Regions from separate parts of the Hordeum vulgare genome. Here region 2 is linked to region 1. A link is a contact called in public Hi-C data. All regions are on one chromosome and are shown on one strand. The core of a region is the stretch at or near the end of the contact, and the rest is flanking DNA. Distances in the headings are between cores, read along the strand shown.

Region 1 (3,776 bases), core at 420-2,919:
GAGTGCAAACTCTTGGGAGCATCTCAGTTTACACGATTTCCGTCAAAGTTTTGTCGTATTTGGGAAAAAATGTAAAGCGATTGGTCAGTGAAGGTGTACCAGTGACATGAACGGCTTGGAATGGTTAGAGCATCTACAGCCGGACACGGCTTGGAATGGTTAGAGCATCTACACCCAAACGTCTCAAATGATCCCGGTCAATGGCCGGACAAAAGAAAGAAGGCAAAAAATGACCCAACCAGATACCTCATATCATCTCTATACGTCCGGGCTATCCGCGAAGCCCCATATTTATTTTAAATATAGAGATGATATGAGGACGCGCCCGGTCAGTCCACCACATAAGACTGACCCCACCACAAACCACCTTTTTCATTTCTTTATTCATTTTTTCTTTCTATTTTCCTCTCCACCAATCACGTGCAAGTGACCGAACATATGAGACGGATGGACAAATAGAGGACACGTTCGATCATCTACTGCTAGTATATATGGGTGGGGAGGGGTGGGGTTGGTTCATATTTGCTACTTCCTCCGTCCCAAAATAAGTGTCTCAACTTTGTACTAGCTCTAATATAAAGTTATACTAAGCTTGAGACAGTTATTTTGGGACGGAGGGAGTACCATCTACTGCTAGTATATGTGTGGTTGTCAGCTATCAAGGGGTGCACTTGTAGTACAACTGACTTGGAAGTTAGAACTTTGTGATAGATATTGATAGTCCAAGTGGCGAGGAGCCAAGCAGGTCGTACCACATATGGTAATGTCTTTTGTTATGGGCAAACGGGAAAGGAAACAGCATGTGAATGTGATGGTGTTGCAAAAAATCATAATGGAAGAAAATCAAGATGATGTGAGAGCCTTTTGCAATTGTGTATCTAATGGTATTTCGATGTGAGAGCTTTTCTAATGTGATGTCAGGGCCGGGTTTTTTTTCGTCCGCAAAAAAAAGGCCGAAGGGTGTGTTGGGGGCGCGGCTGGAGATGCTTTAAGAAACGAAACCTCTAATAAAAAGTTTGGGACTAAATGAATGTTTTGATTGGCTGCGCCAAGTTGAAGAAACATCCTTATCACCAGACTAAATGAACGGCCCTGACCGGCGTGCGGCGGGGAAGCCGTAGGAGGGCGCGTAGCAGTCGAAGTCCCCGGACCTGGCGGCGCAGGCGACGGCGTCGGCAGCGAACTCCCCGCCCCGGCGGAAGCAGGCGTGCGCGGAGGCGTCGCCAACGCCGAGGGAGAGGAGGCCCTTGTCCTTGCCGGCGGCCGCGAGCAGGTTGCCGACGACTCCCCTGATTGACGCCTTCCCCTCCGACGACAGCGCCGGGTGGCACCTCACCGCCGTCTTGCACGCGCACGCGCAGCCTCCAATTCGCTCTTGCGCGGGCACCGCCGCAATCTGAAGAACCAAGAAACAGGAAATGAGGCATGCGCATTAACTGTGATACGCATTTCACAGCGGGGGTAGGGTAGGTGGTACATGGGCAGTCGGCGCCATGAGAGCAGACTCTGCACACAACAACAGAATGCGAGAAAAAGGGAGAGAGGAAACGAATGAAAGAGAACAAGAGATGAGATCTAGGCGTACGTGAGGGTTCTGTCGTCGCTAGTCACCAGGCGTGTGGGGGTGTATTTGTAGCGGTTCTGTGGCTCAGAGACGCACAAGTAATGGTCAGAACTAGCAAACGTTTCGCACGGCAGCCAAGGACTCTGCTGGAGAGAGACGCGGACGCACGCCGTGGATGCGCGCGCGAGAGGGACAGGGAGAGATTTACAAGTAACAGGCATGTATGGATGCAAAAGCCAAGAGCGATACGTGTGTCGTGTCACAAGATAGAGCTCACGCCGCAGAGGCCGTGCAAACTGGTTGATCGCAATACTTTTTTCTTCCGCTGCAACCCCAAGAAAAAAATAATCATAAAGTCTGTAGAGATTGTATGGTATTAAACTCGATATGCATAAAGCTTATGATTGAGTTGAGTAATCTTTTTTGAATGAGATTATGTTGAGACCGGACTTCCGTCAAGATTGAGTAAATCTTACTATGCAATGTGTCTCGATTATCGAATACAGAGTACGAATTAATGGGAAGGAAAGTGAAAGTTTTAAACCAACAAAGGGTTTGAGGCACGGTGATCCGTTGTCACCTTATCTTTTCTTATTATGCAGAGAAGTTTTGAATGCATTTGCTAGCATATGCTGAGAAAAATGAAAATATTTTGGGTGTAAAAGTCTGTAGAGATGCCCCACCCATCACAAACCTTCTCTTTACGGATGATTCGTTGATTCTTATGAAAGCCAACAATCAGAGTGCGATAGCTCTCGAATCAATACTAGATTCATACTGAGCGGCTTCGGGACAATTGGTTAGCGTTGAAAAATCTAGCAATTTTTATCAGTCCTAATACGAATGTGGAAATTAGAGAACAATTATGTACTACTCTAAATATTATGACTAAGGCCCTCAATGATAAATATCTGGGCTTGCGAGAAAATGTGGGATTAGATAAAACAGAGTGTTTTCAATTTCTGATTGAGTGAATAGTTAAAAAAAGTTAGTGGTTGGAAGGGAAAACTACTTTCTACTCGAGGGAAGGAGATCCTCCTCAAGGCTGTTATCCAATCCATACCCACCTATGCAATGTCGGTCTTTAAAATTCCTAAAAAGATCTATAGAGGAATCATTGACGCGATAGCGCATTTCTTGTGGGGAGACGAGGGGAATCGTAGAAGGATGCATTGGATGGCCTGGTAGAAGATGTGTGTCCCTAAAAACCAAGGAGGAATCGGATTTCATGATATCCACTGTTTTAATTTAGCAATGCTCGCCAAACAGGTGTAGCGCCTTCTTGATAGTCCCGAGTCCTTGTGTGCTACTATTCTAAGGGCCAAGTACTATTCTGACGGTGCTCTACTGAACACTAAGTTAAGGAAAGGCTCTTCCTTCACCTCGCAGAGTTTTATGACTGGTGTGAACTCTCTAAAAAAATGGTTATATTGCGAGTGGGGAATGGACAAAACATCAACATTTGGATGGCGCTTGGATTCCAAATTGTGTCAATAGAAAAACTGTAACGCCAAAGGGAGGAATTTTGTTATCTAAAGTGGCTGATTTGATTGATCCTGTTACGAATAATTGGGATGATGACCTTATTAGACAAACAATGTGGCCCATTGATGTTCAATGGATTCTTTCAATTCCACATTGGGATGAAGACCTTATTAGACAAACAATGTGGCCCATTGATGTTCAACGGATTCTTTCAATTCCACTATCACAACATGACATACCAGATTTCATTACCTGGAGTTATACGAAGAGTGATATGTTTTCGGTGCGGTCTGCTTACTCAGTGGAGTGGGACCATCAGTATGGAAGTAAACCGAGACATTCTAATGGGATGGGACGAACTACGACTAACCCTGTCTGGAGTAAGTTATGAAGGATATCTTACCCGACGAAGGTTAAAAAAATTATCTCGCGTACACTACATGGCACCCTTCCTTGCCGTGTAACGCTTGCAAATAGACATATGAAAATTTCACCAATTTGTCCCACTTGTTCTGGGGGTCTAGAAGATACAAAGCATTTTCTTTTTCTGTGTACTAAAGCAAAGGAGGTTGATTATGGATGGATGATATTATCGCAAAAGCTTGTGAGGTTGATCGTGTTGGAGAGGCGGTGTTGGAGTACTTAATTATTCTACCAGAACAAGAAATGAGGATTATGGGATGCCATACTGTACATGAAATGATTGGTATCTCGGCATGGTATCTAT
Region 2 (3,805 bases), core at 177-2,676, 630 kb before region 1:
GTAAGGAGATTTTACAATTAAGAACTACTAATGAAAGTTTAGATCTTATCATTACCATAGCTAGCCCGTACCGATGCAACGGGTTTTTGACTAGTTGAATGCAGCTGTAGTAGTAGTCACTAGTCAGGACTGTACGCACGTACATACGTACCTACTAGGAGCTAGCTCCATGACCAGGCCATGGCGAACCAAACGCAACCATAACCTGAACGCTGTATTCATGGCGGCGTCTGCTGATGGCCTGATACTGATCTGCTTGCAAAATGCACGCAGGCTAGCTCGGATGTCTTAATGACGGGAGAGATTCTTGCTTATGGACAACGCTAGCTTTCATGGTCCCAAGCATACAATTTTTTTTTAAAGAGGCTCAATCCCCGACCTCTGCATCAACCGATGCATACATCCTTTTTATTAATTATTTCACAAAGGTGTGATAAAATCATACATCAAGCCATCGAAGCCATCACTCACACCTACAAACATGATAATGTTGAATGCTCCCACTCTATGTATCACAAACCGTTGTCATCACCGATCTATCCCTATAACGTATCAGAACAACAAACGGTGCAGTAAACCTAAATCGTATACCACTTGCACACGTTTTAGAAGTCGTCATCCTCATCGAACCATTGTTCCATCTTCAGGAGAGATATCCGTATCACCCTTGCCAGTCCGTCCATCCGTCGACGCCGCCATGGCGTCCAACGACGCCACCGTCCTGCGCTCGTCCATCCTGACATGAAGACTCCAAAAGATCTGTCGTGTGTAGCACGTGCTGAGCAGGCATGACACAACGTAGCACCTGTCGGCCAATCATGACTTGACATCTCCACCGAAGCTCCGATCAAGACGAAGCCCATCCACCGCCTTCCTCTGTCATCCAGCGTTGCTCCAGAAACGATGCTCCCAAGAGAGGCACGACACCGTAGTGTTGCCATCGTCCGATATGACGATCAGATCTAAGGGTTTCCCCAGAGCATCACGAGTGGGTCAACAATAGTTACACGACGATGCCTTCATCAAGGTAACGACACAGAATGCCGCCATCTTCTGCCATCGGCTCGGTTTTCACCGACAACTATGTCTTCCCGATCACTACAAGAAAAATGCTCAATTATGACCCCAAAAAATGATGGTGGTTTAATTGGTCATTGATCCATGACCAAAATTCCGAAATTAGTCATGGTAAGTCTAAGAGGGTCCAAAGCCCATAACGATGACCTTTTGCGTCCATTAGGTCATGATACTATTGCACAAATTGATCATTAAGTGCTAACGATTGAAAAAAGAAGAAGAGAAAAAGTGATAGAGGTGTGTTGAATGAGAGAAGGGTTTTGAAGCGTTAGATGTAGAATGAGTGGATGGCTAGGAGTTTTTGGGAGGGATCCGTGGCCTCGCATGTGATAGGCTGGCTGCCCAAGTGAAGAAAACGAGAAAAAAAATGAAAGACAGAAATCCCATGACCCATCTCTCTTGGCGATCCCCATCTCTCTCTCCCCCCACGACCTATGGCGGCCGATCCTCCCTTCGTCCCCAAATCGACGGAACCTTTGCCGTCTCCGCCTCCCCATTCCCCACCTCCTCCGCCCGGTCCCCAGACGCGGCGCGACGGGCATGGAGGTCGACGACGCGGTGCCGCGCGACGGGGCGGGGGCGGGGAGCAACCCCGCATCCGGCGACTGGAGGAGTCGGTGGTGAACCGCATCGCCGCGGGGGAGGTGATCCAGCGGCCCTCGTCGGCGGTAAAGGAGCTCGTCGAAAACAGCATCGACGCCGACTCCTCCACCATCTCCGTCACCATCAAGGACGGCGGCCTCAAGCCCATCCAGGTATCCGACGGCGAGCACGGCACACCGACGGCGAGGGTTAGGATATATACGAGGGAGTATGCCGCGCCCCCTCCCTCTGCCAACGGTGCGGCAACAGGGCCTCCCTGCAAGGCCAAGACACCCCTCGCTCACGGTCACGGTGGCCGCCGGCGACGACTACGCCGAGGTAAGACAGCCAGCCAGCCGCCCTTGCATACATCCATGCTTTATTTTGTGCTGTCCGCGGGACGTGGGTTACAATCTGAGGAACTTGGTATGCTAAATCTGAACCGATTTAATAAGCATCCCCCAAAAAAAAACAATTTGAGGAGTTGTGGGCTTCGATTGGCAGCTTTGGCCAAGGGGAAATGTCAATTTTTCTGTTTGATTTGATCCTATCTCTTCAGCACTGGCAAATGGAGATGTCAAGTGTGTGCCATATATTGCCCATATATTCAGGTTGTGCCTAGCATGAACTAGTTGTCTGAGTCAAATTTCTGATGCAAGCAAACAATTTGTTTGTGTCATGGCAAATCAACACTGAGTTTCAGTCTCTTGAAACAGACTAGTAAGATGCCCGTGCTATGCTACGGAATCACATAAAATAGAAAATTGCCTCTTTTGTACTTCAACGACCTGGAAGTATTTTACTCATGGTCATGGCTTTCTTGAGGTCAGCCCTAAGTTATGCTGCAAAATCATGGATGATCTGCTCTGGGAGATATCTAATGTGAAATAAATTATGCTTTCCTTAATATTTCGGTTTACAATACACTAGGTAGCATTCTAGTTTACAGCCTCCATCCCAACTTATTGTCAAACAAATTTCCATCCCAACTAGAGATAACAAATGTATGTTTACTTTATATGCCGTCCACAAAGTAATGTGAAATACCTCTTGTGTATCAAAATTGAACTTGTACTACGTGTGGAAGTCCCACCAAGTATGATAGATTAGTTATAGGCTTCGTGTTTGTTTTACATTCTTCATTATAGGCAAATCATATCAACATATTATTTTACATGAACACTTTGAATCATGTTTTATTTTGATTAGATCTGCTGAGTGGCCACATCTGTAGTTTCATTTAGTTACTTTGGTCATTCCAGTGCAGAGTAAACACAATGACGTAAACTATGAATTTTGGCATTCATGTGTATGTGCTCCTAATATAAACCAATAGTACATTGATTGTCGTCTTCCATTTCGTTCATGTTTGGAGGACCAATTGACTGCTCAGATGCACAATTCAACGTGCAAGAGTTGTTCCGCAAATTAGGAAATGAAGAGTTTATTTGTCAGCGGATAATCCTTGCAGTTTCTCAAAAGATCTTAAATGTATCAGAAATCTTGCTTCTCCTAGATCCGCTTGATGATTCCTTCCCTGATATGCATGACAATATGTTCATTATGTAAGCTTAAGATGATCTTCTTTTCATTCTAGTTTATATTACAGTAGAAGAATTTTAACTTACCCACTTAAGGCACTCATTATTCCCAGTTCTCCAGTGTACCTATTTTAATTCACTAGTTTATAAGAGTCGTTTTGACTTCTAGTATTGAAATATGGATGAAAAACTATACCGGCAGTTTGAACAAGGCAGCTATTCCTACATGTGGAGTAGTTCATATATTCATTTCGTCTTGAATTGTTCGATGAAAAATAGTTTGAAGAGGCTACCATTTCTACTTTACGAGTGTACTAAAAAATGCTTTGAATAGCCGATCAGTTGCCCATTAATTTGGTGCTGGCCCAAAGCGTCTCAATTAGGATACACGGAGGTTAGTTAATGGGTTTGAGCTTTCATTGGTGTCAAATCTGGTTAATTGACAACCTACAACCCTTTTAGTTTTTTGTTTTGCCGGATTGCTCATTTAGTTGGTGCGTGTAACTTTTGCATCTTGCATGTGCATCAACTATGTTATTCTTCATTGGTCCAAATTTATTCCTTTGTCTTATTGATCTTCGCACACTATATGGTTGGATATGTGA

What was found. A called contact is a pair of places that touch in the nucleus more often than the background predicts.
Region 2: a Hi-C map of seedling shows a contact between it and region 1, with 5 times the contacts expected there. The contact joins the promoter of LOC123448375 here to the promoter of LOC123448372 in region 1. A contact is called at or near these places in 2 of 6 Hi-C or Micro-C datasets (leaf and seedling).

The regions. Positions count from the first base shown.
Region 1 is chr4H:193,232,989-193,236,764 of MorexV3_pseudomolecules_assembly, reverse strand. LOC123448372 (nicotianamine aminotransferase 1-like) reads right to left here and starts at 1,669. Exons shown (of 8, transcript XM_045125219.1): 1 at 1,478-1,669; 2 at 1,098-1,396. The coding sequence starts at 1,495.
Region 2 is chr4H:193,861,123-193,864,927 of MorexV3_pseudomolecules_assembly, reverse strand. It overlaps LOC123448375, which reads left to right and starts at 1,426. Exons shown (of 4, transcript XR_006631715.1): 1 at 1,426-1,998.